Linked DNA regions of Mus musculus: all the other regions are linked to region 2. Evidence: chromatin contacts called from public HiChIP or PLAC-seq and promoter capture Hi-C data. All regions are on one chromosome and are shown on one strand. Each heading gives the region's core, a stretch centred on a gene start, on an enhancer-like site or on the middle of the called end of the contact. The rest is flanking DNA. Distances are from core to core; before and after follow the strand shown. Region 1 holds the start of Septin1 (septin 1). Region 2 holds the start of Tmem219 (transmembrane protein 219). Region 3 has its middle 28 kb from the start of Spn. Region 4 holds the start of Cd2bp2 (CD2 cytoplasmic tail binding protein 2). Region 5 holds the start of Zfp747 (zinc finger protein 747).

What was found. Promoter capture Hi-C pulls out the DNA fragments that hold promoters and counts their contacts. HiChIP or PLAC-seq counts read pairs in DNA pulled down with a chosen protein or histone mark. Capture Hi-C pulls out chosen DNA fragments and counts their contacts.
Region 1: a contact with region 2 is called in a promoter capture Hi-C map of the SN4741 cell line, with 4 times the contacts expected there. The contact joins the promoter of Septin1 here to the promoter of Tmem219 in region 2. A contact is called at or near these places in 6 of 39 promoter capture datasets (the C10 cell line, the SN4741 cell line, cranial neural crest and 3 more), 1 of 15 datasets of contacts at CTCF or cohesin (embryonic stem cells), 7 of 484 Hi-C or Micro-C datasets (B cells, CD4 T cells, Th1 cells and 3 more), 14 of 115 datasets of contacts at active chromatin or transcription factors (the 230-238 cell line, the SCID.adh cell line, bone marrow-derived dendritic cells and 7 more) and 4 of 9 other capture datasets (adipose tissue, liver, macrophages and 1 more).
Region 3: an H3K4me3 HiChIP or PLAC-seq map of bone marrow-derived macrophages shows a contact between it and region 2, with 3 times the contacts expected there. The contact joins the enhancer-like site here to the promoter of Tmem219 in region 2. A contact is called at or near these places in 4 of 39 promoter capture datasets (3T3-L1-derived adipocytes, hematopoietic stem and progenitor cells, liver and 1 more), 3 of 115 datasets of contacts at active chromatin or transcription factors (the 230-238 cell line, bone marrow-derived macrophages and large pre-B cells) and 2 of 9 other capture datasets (adipose tissue and liver).
Region 4: a contact with region 2 is called in a promoter capture Hi-C map of adipose tissue. The contact joins the promoter of Cd2bp2 here to the promoter of Tmem219 in region 2. A contact is called at or near these places in 9 of 39 promoter capture datasets (the C10 cell line, Sertoli cells, cranial neural crest and 5 more), 10 of 484 Hi-C or Micro-C datasets (B cells, CD4 T cells, Th1 cells and 6 more), 22 of 115 datasets of contacts at active chromatin or transcription factors (the 230-238 cell line, the SCID.adh cell line, bone marrow-derived dendritic cells and 11 more) and 4 of 9 other capture datasets (adipose tissue, liver, macrophages and 1 more).
Region 5: a contact with region 2 is called in a promoter capture Hi-C map of liver, with 2.2 times the contacts expected there. The contact joins the promoter of Zfp747 here to the promoter of Tmem219 in region 2. A contact is called at or near these places in 3 of 115 datasets of contacts at active chromatin or transcription factors (large pre-B cells, memory CD8 T cells and regulatory T cells) and 1 of 9 other capture datasets (liver).

What each region holds. Positions count from the first base shown.
Region 1 is chr7:127,217,189-127,219,888 of GRCm38.p6, forward strand. It overlaps Septin1 (septin 1), which reads right to left and starts at 1,257. Exons shown (of 11, transcript NM_017461.2): 1 at 1,219-1,257; 2 at 953-1,043; 3 at 783-869; 4 at 431-554. The coding sequence starts at 1,221.
Region 2 is chr7:126,897,009-126,899,708 of GRCm38.p6, forward strand. Tmem219 (transmembrane protein 219) reads right to left here and starts at 1,270. Exons shown (of 6, transcript NM_026827.1): 1 at 1,216-1,270; 2 at 18-219. The coding sequence starts at 182.
Region 3 is chr7:127,164,443-127,167,192 of GRCm38.p6, forward strand. No RefSeq gene overlaps it. Among named protein-coding and RNA genes, the nearest start is that of Spn, 28 kb to the left of the region's middle. Within about 2 kb of position 1,324, at least 24 of the 459 cell types and tissues checked have an H3K27ac peak or open chromatin away from gene starts, as enhancers often do. A contact at or near this core is called in bone marrow-derived macrophages, where this site is marked.
Region 4 is chr7:127,194,633-127,197,332 of GRCm38.p6, forward strand. It overlaps Cd2bp2 (CD2 cytoplasmic tail binding protein 2), which reads right to left and starts at 1,445. Exons shown (of 7, transcript NM_027353.4): 1 at 1,297-1,445; 2 at 729-829; 3 at 391-526; 4 at 112-269; 5 at 1-9. The coding sequence starts at 806.
Region 5 is chr7:127,374,701-127,377,450 of GRCm38.p6, forward strand. Zfp747 (zinc finger protein 747) reads right to left here and starts at 1,350. Exons shown (of 3, transcript NM_175560.3): 1 at 943-1,350; 2 at 689-802. The coding sequence starts at 1,126.

The DNA of each region.
Region 1 (2,700 bases), core at 7-2,506, 320 kb after region 2:
GGCTGCACACCTGTAATCTCAGCACTCAGGAAGCTGAGGCAGGAGGATTGTCACATTTGAGGCCACCATGGCCTACATAGTGAGTTCCAGGCCAGCTAGGGCTAATGTGACACCATGGCTAAAAACAAAAACAAGCCACAACAACAACAAAAGCATCGAACAAACCAGGCATGCATATATATACCTGTAATCTCAGGAGGAGGACTTTGAGTTTCAGGCCAGTCTGGGCTACACAGTGAATTTGAGGTCCCTGAGCTACATAGAAAAACCTTATCTCAAAACAAGAAACACTGGATACTTTGGGCTAGATTGTTACCAGAAACAGGTGCCCCCTTTTGGGTCAAGGGGCTGTGACAAGCCAGCCCTACAACTGACCTCTGGTTTTCCATAATGGAAGAAAGGCTTAGCTCCTGCCCCTCCCCCTTCTCACCAGTCTGAGCAGTCCACAGAGTCCCCAAAGCCAGGCGTGTCCACCAAGGTCAACTTCACCTTGATACCTCCCTCCTCAATCTCCACACCCCGGCGCTCAATGGTCAGAGTTTGTGCCGTGCGAGCTATGGGGACAGAGAATTGGCTGCGTAGGGCTCTGAAGCAGGGCTCCATTCCCACATGTGTTTTCAGGGGAGGAAACCATCTCAGAGAAAACCAGAGGCCACCAAAGTCCCCAGATAGAAAGAAAAAGAATGCAGCCTGATAACACAGGAAGAGGCCAGGGACAGCACAGAGGGAAGCCAGGACAGCAGTGGGGATGGGAAGCCTGTGGAGACTCGGGGTAGATTTACCACTGGCATCTGGCACCTGCCGATCCTCGTAGAGGTTGGTGAGGAACAAGCTGTTGATGAGGGTGGATTTCCCCAGGCCTGACTCCCCTGTGTACGGGACAGGCCCACTGGTCAGACAGGAGGATGGCCATGATCTCATAAGTACATCACCCCCTCCAGAACCCACAGACCTGCCACCATGAGTGTGAAGTCAAACCCCTTCTTGACAGACTTGCGATGCAGCTGGTTGGGCAGGGCAGCAAAGCCCACATATTCCTTGTCCTGTGGGGGTAAAGGGAGACAATATGAGGTTCTTGGACATGGCAGGGAGTGCCCCAGTACCACCTGAGCCCAAAAGCTAGTAAGGCCACTTACTGTGGGTTAACTTTGAACTGGGGACCCTCGAGGGAGAGAGCTGGCCCTGAATGACTAGATTCCTGGGCCCCCGAGAACTCACCATGGCTCTGCTGGTTGTCGCTTGCACCTGGTGTTGCTCCCCACTTCCTCTGGTGGGGCAGGAAGTTGAACGGTGTCAAACAAAGGGGGGGGGGTGGAGTGAGGGGGCAGTGCAGGAAGCTGAGCTGCTTAGAGAGAGGTGAGAACCCATGCCCATCCCTTTTCTTTTAGTCCAAAGATTTTATTCTTTGCGCACACAAGTAGAGGCCAGAACAGGGCATTGGATCCCCTGGACCTGGAGTCACAGGGAGCTGAGCATTGCCTGGCATAGACAGAGGGAGCTGAGTTTGGGTCCTCTGTAAGAGTGGCACCCTCTGAATTGATAAGCCCCGATGCATCTCTTCCCGCCACCTTATATACAGCTTCAGCCCCTTCATTCTCCACATGGCTTTATGATGAGACTTACCATGGCCCTCATCATCATGGTGAGAGGTGGGTATGGACAGAAAGAAAGGAAGCAAGATGTTCTCCTTAGCAAGTCTGATAAGAGTTGAGCAAGATGATTTGCAAAAAGTAAAAAAAAAGTTCCCAGGGTGTGAGCGAACATAAAAACCACGATAGAATTGGAGGTAGGTGACTAACAGTTCCAGGCTCAGGCTATGGGTTCTTTTTGAGGGTCTTAGTGCTTGGATTGAACTCAAGTCATGGGTACTGCTGTGCTCAACTCCACTATACTCCCAGCTCCCAATGGATTTTGGACATTTTGACACAGGACTGTCAAAGGTCTTGCTGTCTATCCAGTCAGGCCTTGAATCAGCCTCCTGAAAGCTAGGACTCCAGGCCCACGTGTACCTCCATTACAGCTGTCTTGCTTTTGAGACTGGATCTCCTGGAAGCCTAGGCTGGCTTCAAACTCACTTTGTTGTCAGAATGACCTTCAGCTCTTGATCTACTATGCCTTGTCCCTGGCTGTCCAGGGCTGGGATTACAGGTGTGTGCAGACCTGGTATTTGGTCACAACTATCAGAAAGGCTTTCAAGATCCAGACCCAGGAAGTCACAGCTCAAACTCTTGAGAGCTGCTCCCCCAACGCCCCTAGCCCCTCTACATCAGAATGCAGTCTGCACTCTAGTCTTCTAGTCTTGGGAAGCAAGGTTTGTTTGTCCCTCTTTGCCTGATGGCCTCTCTCTCTCTCTCTCTCTCTCTCACACACACACACACACACACACACACACACACACACACACACACACACACACACACGAGTGATCTGTCTTCACAAACACCCAGAAGGGAGAATCAGATCCCATTACAGATGGTTGCTAGGAATTGAACTCAGGACCTCTGGGAGAGCAGTCAGTGCTGTTAACCAATAGGCCATCTCTCAAGGCTTTTATTTATTTATTTTTACGATTTATTTATTTATTATATGTAAGTACACTATAGTTGTTCTCAGACACTCCAGAAGAGGGCGTCAGATCTTGTTACGGATTATTGTGAGCCACCATGTGGTTGCTGGGATTTGAACTCAGGAGACCTTCGG
Region 2 (2,700 bases), core at 20-2,519:
GCACCCCGGGTACTTACCTGGGGAATGTCAGGGCTACGGAGGCCAGTTGTGTGGGTGAGGAGGAAGCCACCAAGGCCCAGGCCAGAAAGGCCAAGGAGCAGCAGGATCAAAGTGGCACAGACCAAAGGTGGGTGATGAGCCAGACAGAGATGCAAGTTGTGCCCTGCCTGGCAGCTGCCCATGGGGAGCAGAGGGGTCTGGGCCTCCGTGGGGTGCCTGCTGGAGGACAGTAAGGGAGAACTAGACAAGAGCCTGCTGGTCAGAAGGCACTCACCCATGCTATACAAAGATAACCTAAGGTTAGAAGACAATGAATTTGCTCAAGGCCACGCAGAAAGTGACAGAGCCAGGACCAAAATCCAAGATTCTGAACTCCAAAAGTTCACCTCCTTACAGCACTTAAAAAAAAAAAAAGCTTTCTTTCGTTTCTGAAATATCCAAAGGAGAAGCAGGGAAGAGCATTCTGTACTAGCAAAAGAGATGTGAAACGAATTCTCAGCTGGAGAAAGAGGAAGCAGTTGATCTGGGGTGAGGCTTTGGCAGCCAAGTCACAATCCAGACCGGAAGTGTCTGGGTTCAGTTTCCAGTTTGGAGTTAAGCTAACTAGCCAGGTAGGAATGGACGGCGCTCACACATGCAACCAAGCCAGTTGGTTGTCTGTGAGGTTAGGATGTCCTGAAAGGGAGTTCTAAGAGCACCAAGTAATGAGGATTCGACTGGGCAGCTGTTTGCTCAGTACTTGGCCATGCAGGAATTCAACAGACGTCCATCTCCTTTCTTTCTATTGGTGTCATACTGATCCTTAAGGCCAGAAGCCAGTAGAATACTGAAGCTCAGGGACTCAGAAGTGGTAGGGCTACGGTCTAAAATCCATCTCCAATTTCCGAGTACCCTATTCCAGGCAAGAAGCGATAGACTGATGAAAATAAGCATCTGGAAGGCAGGAGATCATTATAAGGTGTGAGGGGGACAGCGTGGGAAAGTGTGGAAGCCACTGGGAAACACAGGTGTCACATATGCTCGGCCCCGGCGTGGCTCCACGTCCCGGCATTTCTGCAAGGGGGAGGGGAGGAGGAGGGAGGGCAGAGCCTGAGGGGCAGTAGCGGCTGGTGCATCTGGACCTCCCGTCCTCCCCAAAGCCCCTCCAGAAGGATCTCGACACCCGCATCCCTTCCCGATCAAGCGGCGTCAGATCCGTTCGCCACTAGCTCTCACCGCTTGCAGCCCAGCAGAGGCCGGCGCCCCGTGACGTCATGGGTGGCTTGGCGGAGAGGCGGGGCCTTGCTCGCGCGTGCACGCTCCGGCCCCGCCCCAGTCCATTCAGACGCGCATGCGCGGTGACCACGGTTGGAAAGGTTGCTGGCTACTCCCTGGCCTAGTTCCGGCCGAACCAAAAGAAAAGTCACCCAATGGGCCAAGTGGAGGGAGTAACTTGGGAGTAGGTGATAAAACTAGCAACAGCCGAGGGAGGCCGTGCTAGCCGTTTTGGACATCTCAGGGTCTCCCTCCTGAGAGAGCACAGGAGGGTCAGAACCTCACCCAGGCTTCTGGGAAGGACTTGGGGGTCCTCTGGGATGGATGGGACTTTACTCTTCCCCTCTGTGTGTAGTGTATAGGTTTTGCTCTTCTCTGCCCTCTCAAATACTTACGGTCTACACACCTTGCCCTTGGACTTTGGCTCTTTTCTTGAGAGGTCCCTAAGTGCCCAGGACCCTAGAGTTGCAAGGCTGTTCAAAGGGGAACATCTCGTCTCACTCTGTTAGCCTTTTAGAGGGAATATCATCTTACCTGAAACAACATAAGGCACGGAGCCAGGAACTCGGGCTCATCCTCACTCTGGTGATGCAGTCCTGTAACCCCAGCAGTTAGGAGGTGGAGGCCTGAGCATCAGGAGTTCGAAGCCAGCCTGGGATCCCTCCAAAACCAAACAACAACAAAATGAATAAATCTAATTCTGCAAAAGCCATAATAACCCTGTTGTCCTGGGGATAAAACTGTCCCCTTTACAGAAGAACATTTGTTTTGGTTTAGGGTAGGGCAGGGTCTTACTGTGCAGATGACATGGAACTCACTTATGTAGACCAAAGTGTCTTTGAACACAGAGATCCACCAGCCTCTGCCTCCTGTGTGCTGGGATTAATAGTGTGGAACATGGTTCTCTAAAGAAAAACATTTGTACCTCCGGTTTTAGTTCATAACAGTTCTCAAAAAATGTAAATAAAGCAAAAAAAAAAAAGCAAAATGAGGTATCATTCATATCTGTTAGTGTAGCTACCAACAAGAGATCAGAAACTAGCGAGTGTTGGTAAATATGTGGACAAATTGAAACTTCAGCTGAACATTGTTGGTAGGAACATACACTGGTACCGTTATGGGGAAGAATTTGACTTTTCCAAAAAAGGAAAATCAACAGAAATAGTATTGCCATGTGGTTATAATTCTACTTCTGGATATAAAATTGCTGCCCAAATTTGAAACAATGTCTCTGTGAGACTTTGTATACCCATTGTACTGGCTGGTTTTGTGTCAACTTGACACAGACTGGAGTTATCACAGAGAAAGGAGCTTCAGTCTCCATGAGATCCAACTGTAAGGCATTTTCTCAATTAGTGATCAAGGGCGAAAGGCCCCTTGATCAAGGGTGCTATCCCTGGGCTGGTAGTCTTGAATTCTATAAGAAAGCAGGCTGAGCAAGCCAGG
Region 3 (2,750 bases), core at 74-2,573, 270 kb after region 2:
CATGCAGGGAGTGTTAAAGCTGAAAATTTCTAAGAGAAAGACCAAATCGACAACTGACCTATTAAAGCAAGCTTTATGTAATACTGGCTAGGACAATGGACCCTGGCCAGATCCATACCCAGGATCCATGAAGATTGGCCCCCAATTAGGTCAGACGGGTGCCTACAAAGGTCAAACCCACAGGCTCTGGTACTTTCTGCTTCCATACATCCTGATGTACTACTTCCTGCCCATGTGTCTTCTGCCTACTGGCGATCAAGGTCTTCCTGTGCAGCATGGGCAACCAAGCTTGTGTACTGAAGGGAAAACACAGGCCTTGTTATCTGACGTGAACAGCAGCCCAGGGAGTTACCTGTCCTTGGGCAAATGGGATTAGCCTTTACAGTCCCCATGTGCAATGTTTAGAACAAAGAAAGTGAAAAAATATATATATAGGGTATGGTGGGATATATTTGTAATCCAGCATTAAGAGACTGAGATAGGAGGATCAAGAGTTTGAGGCCAGCCTGGTAGATTCAGGGAAGCCTGGGTTACAAAGTGAGACAAAAAAAGGGGGGGGGGCAAACTACCCATCAGATAGAAAAGATAGGTAGACCAGATATTCAAACAATAAAACAGTAGAAAACAAGCTAAAGAATGAGAGGCTCTTGTGAGTAGACATTTCTCAAAAGGACGCAGGTATGTGGGCTCATGCAACCAAAGTCACAAAACATCTGGGAGCACTGGTGTTGCTCATAATCTCAGTTCTGGGGAGCTGACTGCAGGGGAGTCCCTGGGGCTCACTCAACAGCCAGGTCCAGGGCCTAGTGAGAGACCCCGTCTAACACAAGGTTGATCTTTGCCTCCACTTACGTGCATATACATACCTGCACACAGACACACACACATATACAAAAAAATAAAACCTTTTAAAATATGGAATTAGAAGCTGGGTGTAATGGTGCATGCCTTCTATCCCAGCAATTCCGGGAGGTAGAGGCAGGAGGATCTCTGTGAGTTTGAGGCCAGCATGGTCTACACAGAAAGTATGTAACACAGAAAAGGATGTAACACAGAAAAACCCTATCTCAAAAAAATAAAGAAACTAGCAAAGAAAACCAGGAGTTAGGTTTGGTGGCTTGTATGTTTAATCCTATCACCCAAGAGGCTGAGGCAGGAAACCCACAGGTTTGAGGCCAGCCTGGGCTATAAATTGAGACCCTGTGCTTCAAAAAGCAAAGCTAACAGCAACAAGAAGTGCTTGAGAGGAGGAGGAGAAGGGAACACTCAGACATTCTTGGTGAGAATGCAAATTAGTATAACCATTATGGAAAACAGTACAAAGGTTCCTCAAAATGCTAGAAACCGGGCTGGGAAGTAGCTCCATGGCAGACAATGTGCATCACATGAGAGGGTTTAATCCCTAGAGAAAAAGAGAAGTATCGTTTGAAAGGTCTTGGGATATCATAACGCTGAAATGATATGAAATGAGAGTCAGGCACAGCGGCACACACCTGCAACCCCAGCACTGGAGAAGAAGGGGGGGGGGCGTTCAAAGCCAGCCTGGCCTAGCTTACATGGAAAGTTCCAGTACAGTCATGAAAGAGCCATCACCTAGGCAATTCTCAGTCACCCCACACTTCCTGGCTTGTCAGGCATGTCCCCAGACTAAGTTATGCAAAGGCTCTGAGAATAGTTCAAAAGAACAACCTTATAAAGTCCCAGATGATAATTACCAACGAAAGGCTACTTCAAAGCTTACACGCGCCATCACTCCAGATTCATGTGAGATACGAGAAACCACGTGTGACATTGTCCAAAACCAAAACCACGAAAAGCAAACAGAACCATTTGATCCAGCAATCCAGCTACTGGGTAAATGGACAGGGAGGGAAGCCTGTGTCCAAGAGCTATCTGCACTGTCACATTGTCACAACTGTCACAGACGAAGGGGTTTGCCTTCTCCAAATGCCTAGCAGCCTTGGGGCCTGGTTAGTTTTGTATCAACTTGACACAGGCTAGAGTTTTCTGGAAAAAGGAACCTCAATTGAGAAAATACCTCCTTTAGACTGTAGGCATATCTGTGACAGGATTTTAGAATTCTCGTATTGCACATGAATCTGGAGTGATGGCGCGTGTAAGCTTTGAAGTAGCCTTTTGTTGGTAATTATCATCTGGGACTTTATAAGGTTGTTCTTTTGAACTATTCTCAGAGCCTTTGCATAACTTAGTCTAGGGGCATGCCTGACAAACCAGGAAGTGTGGAGTGACTGAGAATTGCTTAGGTGGCGGGTCTTTCAAGACAACCGGGAGATCAGATAAGAAGTTTTGGTATGTGGAAATTGACTTGATAAGGTGCCTTTTAGGTAACAATAAAGAGCATCTAGGGAGCTGTCAGTGTTCAGTCCTTGCTAGGCTGATCCCCCTGCTGCAGAGAATTTCATCTCTTTTATTCTGTCCATCCTCCCAGTAGGGCACTTTCTTGATTAAAGATTGTTCTGGAATGGCCCATCCTCCTGTGGGTGGTGCTACCCCTGAACAAGGGAGACTGGGTTCCAGAAGAAAGCAGACTGAGCAAGCTATGCAGAGCAAGCCAGTAAGCAGCAGCCATCTCCCTGCTTCCCCCCACCCCCCAACCTCTACTCCAGTTCCTGCCTTGAGTTCCTGCCCTGACTTCCCTCAGGGTAGACTGCATGAAATGATCCTTTTCCTTCCCACGATGTTTTTAGTCATGCTGTTTATCACAGCAATAGAACAACCAGGATTTGACC
Region 4 (2,700 bases), core at 195-2,694, 300 kb after region 2:
GATCCTCACCTACAAGGAAAAGATAATTAGAATTTCTTACAAACTTCCACCAGGGCCCAGGCCCTGCACCTGCACTCCCAGGCCTCAGCCAGAATAGTCCCTGGGCCACACCCAGTCAATGTTGTCCAGCCAGCTGTCTCGGATCTGCGCATCCTGGTTCAGGAAGTAGTTGCCATCAGCATCAAAGTGGCCTTCCTCCATCTCTTCCTGCAGGTTGAAGGGTGTGATCCTCACACCGCCCTCACTAGGGAGAGTAGCTGCTTCCTGACCTGCACCGAAGACATTGGGGGTGGGGCATGCTAGACACGCAAAAGGGAAGCAGGCACACCTCCCACCTCCATCCTGAAGGCTTGTCCCCCCAACTCAGTTAACGCTTCGGACATAGCTCACCTTCTACATCCTCTGAGGCCAGGATATCATATTTGCTGGACCCTTCCTCATCATCATCCTCTTCATCACTGTCTAAAGAGTGCTTGCCTTTGAAGCGGCTCCCAGGACCACCTGCTGCAGCCACAGGGTCCACCAGCTGTGAGGAGGCCGAAGCAAATGAGAAATGCAGCCAACTGGGTAGTTCCCCAGATACTCCAGGATCTGTACACAAATCTTTCCAAACCCAGTGCGCCGGGGAAAACTAACACTTCCTTGGCTTCCCGGCTTTCCTCCCATCAGATTTCTCCTTCTTCTTTCCTCTCAGTCCTCCACGGAAATTCGAAATCTGGCCATCTCACCTTCTTTTTGGGCACACTGATTTCATCTTCACCATCCTCATCTCCAACACCCTGAAAAGTCACTTTCCTCTTTGGCATGATTGGCTGTGGATTTCCTCCAGCTGGACCTCGGAAAAAGATATGTAGTGAGGAAGTGAGGTAAGGAGAGAGGACCGCGGGGGAGTGCAGGGGCCACCAACATTTTTCCTGGTAAATGTGAGCGAGGACAGATCGCTAAAGCATCTGAGAGAACTAGCAGGCACGACGTCCGGGGTTGGTTGGGCAATTCTGAGGCCCGGAGGAGAGGCGATGGGAAGGATCTCCGCCCCCGCGTGGACCCTGCGGGTATTCCCACCCGGGGATGGGGAGTCAGGTTCCCCTACGTCACCACTCCCCTACCAGTCCGGAGCTACCGAACTCAACCACCTCTCCCACCCGAGTGCTCACAGAGGCCGGTCGGACCCAAGAGCTGGAGCTGCCTAGATCCCCGAATACCACGTAGCGACCTGCTCGGCCATGTCCTTGGCGTACAAACTAAAGGCGAAGCAAACCCGCGGGGATTCAAACAATCTTACCCGCCGGTGCTCACCTAGGAACCCAGGGTCAGGCGGGGAAGAAAAGGAAAGATGCTTTCGCCGGTATTACATCCGGGGCACCCGCCTTCATCACCCGGAAAAAAACCGTGGAGACCGGCATAGGACCCGGAAGTGGCTTCACTTCTATTCAAAAAGGGCGGATGCATACCATTAGCCAAGGCCGACTCGCGGCAGGAAGTGACGCAAGACCTGCAAAGACTCGCGTGAACTACGTCCTTGCCTCACGGGACTTGAGGATGGCGGGAAATGTTTTATTATTCCTCTACGATGGAGGCTACAGTGAGGATAAGGACGTGGTGTGCTAAGAGGTTCCCAAGGCCTGGATGGAGAGGCACAGGCCGAACAGAGGCTTCGGGCTTCCGTTTGCATGTATGGATAGGGTTCTGTACGCCTAGTGGCCTTCAGTAGACACCCGGGCTTCCGATCTTAACGCAGTCCCAACACTCGGGAAATTGAAACAGGATTGATTGTCGCGAGATTGACGACAGTCTGGGATACAACATGAGACCGTCTATTTTTAAAGAAAGTCTTGCTCTTCTCTCTGAGTCCTGCTTCTGATTATAAGCGCTCGGGCACCTTCCAAACCAAGCCCTTTTAGAACCCAGGAGTCATTTGCACCATGTCTATTCTCCCACTTAATTCCTAGTTTCTGTAGCGGGACAACCATCACAGGAGGTGCCACTGGCTTCCGTCCGTGGCCTGTAACCAGGCAGAAGCCCATCAGTTACACGAAGCCTACCTCATCCCTTAGCAAACTGCCAAAGGGCTGGGATCCAGCTCCTGCAAAGCTGGGGCCAGGTGAGATCTTCCCCAATAGTGAGGTTTAGATCTGGAGCTCTGGGGAACAACTCAAACCTCAACGCCTCCACCCCCGTCCCCACCCTCGGCTAAATAGCTCCGGTGATCCTACTAGAGTTGGAAGAGGGCAGCCAGATGGACCACGCCTTTCTCCTCCAGGGTTTTCTCCCATTGTGAATCATGAAACTTCACTTCTGTGGGTACAGAACACAAGTTCTAGACCAGGAGGGCATCTTGCTACAGACAGGACCCTGAAGAAAGCAGCTCTCAGCACTGCTGGTTCATCCGGAGGGGGTTTTCTCTACCTGGAGACCACACACCCTGATCCCCTTTCTGCTGAGAAGTGCCAAGTGGAGCTTTACGGCCACAGAAGCCCACACCTTTATCATCCTGACCCGGAGTAGAGGGTGTGTGGCAAAGATCTAGCCACAGAAAACAAGAGCTGCGCAGTTTGGTTGTGTGTACCTGCTGGGATGAACCCCAGGCAGTTAGTCTACCCTAGACGCCCAGGGAACTGCACCAAGCTGCTGACCAAGAACCCAGCCCAATCTAAAGATGGTGGTTTTGCACACACTCTCAGGCCCCTCCTTCAGCTTCCA
Region 5 (2,750 bases), core at 100-2,599, 480 kb after region 2:
GCTGGGAGACCATGAAAAAAGCTCAGACTCTGACTTCTACTGCCCCTTAATTTCCACAGCCCCACAAGGGGACAGACTGGACACAGGAGTGGAGATGTCACAGCATCTGAGCATGTGCAGTGTGCAGATGTCCAAATGCAGCATAAAGAAAGGGGTCTGGGCCTCGGCTTGGTGGCGCACACCTTTAATCCCAGCACTTGGGAGGCAGAGGCAGGCAGATTTCTGAGTTCGAGGCCAGCCTGGTCTACAGAGTGAGTTCCAGGACAGCCAGGGCTACACAGAGAAACCCTCTAAAAAAATAAAAAATAAAAAATAAAGGAAAAGAATTGAAAAGAAAAGAAAGGTGTCTGTGTGGTCCCAATTCCCAAGTGCAGTAAGCTAAGCACTTCTCAGAGGTGGAAAGCAAGAGCTAAAGGAGACTCCAGAAGGCAGCCACAGTGATGGCAGCAGAGGAGTGGGAACGAGGGGCTACAACCCGTACAGCCTAGTGGCCCTGTATATACGAGGTGAGAGCACTGGACAGAACAATCACAGCCCCTTTCTAGATGAATCCAGGGGCCAGCCATCATGGCTTTGGCCAAGAAACAAAAACAGGGAAGAAACTGCCAGGCAGTAAGTGCAGTCACTAGAAGACACCACACAGGCTGGCAACACAGAAGTTTCCCCAGGCAAGTACCCAGTCCTTCACCTGAGTGGACTTCTGTCCTGCACATGGCCACCTCTGGATCCTGGGCACCGGGTCCCCACACTTCGGACTCTTCCTCCACCCAGCTGATGAGCGCTGGTTTGGCGCATCCGACGTCTGTAGGGAAAGATAGCAAACCCACTAGTCAGGAGGACGACCCAGTTGGTTCCGACCGCCCGTGCCCAGGTCTCTCTGCTGCCACGCAGGACCCACGGTGTCACAGGCATCGCGACCACGGCGGCCAGGAAGGTTCTCACCGAGATAGGTCAGGAGACCGTAGGTCTCGCGCATCACCTCTCGGTACAGGGCTCTCTGCGCCGGCCGCAGATACCTCCACTCCTCCGGGGAGAAGTACACGGCCACGTCCGCGAAGCTCACAGTCCCAGGTTTACAGAACACAGGCGGTACCGAGGCCCTTCCCGGGGCCATCACCTGCGCCATGTAGACTCCCCGCACAGTCCCTGGGTCAGCCCCGCACTCCTGGGATTGCCTGCCCAGTCCAACGTGTCCGTTTTCGGGTACCAGGGCTGAAAAAGGACAGGAACCAGGTCCGTGTGCACCTTAACGTAGGGAAAAAGTGAAAACTGATAGGAGCACAGCGGAGATTTCCGGAAGACCGAGTAAAAATGTGGACTTGGGCGCGGCGTCTCAAAACTACGCTCCCTAGCGGTCCTGCCCAGGGTTGTATCACGTGACTTCCTGCACCAATGACATCAAGCCCTCAACCAAAATGGCCACAGAGTCTACAAGTGCCAGTCTGAGAACAAGTCCCAGGCTGGCAGGCCAACATGACACACCCTGCCTGTGAGCACCACAAACAGGGAGGGTTTTATGGTCTCAGGAGAACCACACCCCTCTCACAGTCAGCTAGGTGGAAGCGGCCTGTGAATAGATGTTTAGTATTTTATTTGTGGTCAGTGTTCATCTTGGAGCTAGAAGCAAGCCTGTGGAGGGAGGGCTGTTAATAAGCTTTTTTTTTTTTTTTTTAAATTAATTTCAACGAGTACTGTAGCTGTCTTCAGACACACCAGGAGATGGTTGTGAGGCATCAAGTGGTTGCTGGGATTTGAACTCAGAACCTTTAGGATGAGCAGTCTGTGCTCTTAGCTGCTGAGCCATCTCTCCAGCCCTGTTAATGAGCTATCAAATGAAGCAGGCCTCCAATTGGGGTGGTTCCACCAGCTTGGTCTACAAATCTCAAACTAGTTGAGGAATACTGACTGCTCCTGATACAGATCAGAGATCACAGAGCTGATCTTTGATCAGCCAGGACACCTGGGACATTCCAGACCATCTAATCTTCTAAAAGGTTAGATGTACACCTGCCCAACTGGATTTCTCTGCCTCACTCATAGGAGGGAGTTAAGATATCTGGGCCATTTGTGAGAGTCCCGGGAGGAATGAGGTCCAACTCACAGTAAGGATTTAAGTCTGACTCATTGTTATTTTAATATAAAAATACCTACTTACAAAAGGGATATTATCCTATTTGTCATCATTCAGAGCTGTTTGTACTTTATAAAAAAAGACAAAGAAACCAGGGATATGTTGGTGGAGGCACAGTGTGGGGTAGGTGAATGGGGTACCTCTGTGAGCTCATGCTCAGGCATCCATTCCTCCAGAGGGACCAGCTCACAATGGTACAGTATAGAATAGAGTTCATTTAAGGCATGGGGAGGAGAGTTGACTGCTTAATAGAGACAGAGGCAGGGAGACAGAGAGAGAGGGAGAGAAGGGGGAAGGATAGAGGGATTGAGAGAGAAAGAGAGAGAGACAGAGAAAGAGAGGGAGTAGAACACATATAGAGGGGGGAGGGGAATGGGGAGAGAAGGGACAGAGCAGAAGAGGGTTAGAGAGCAAGAGAGCAAAAGGAGGGAGCAAGCAGACCCTTTTATAATGAGTCATGGCTGTTGGCAGGAAACGAGGGCAGAGCCTAGAAGAAATGTTAACATTCCCCCATTTTGGTTTAATTAAAAAAAGGGAAATTTTCAAAGTGGTGATGGTGAAGCAGGAGTAGGGTTGTCATGATGTCTGACTATCATGATGTCTGACTACTTCCTGCTGA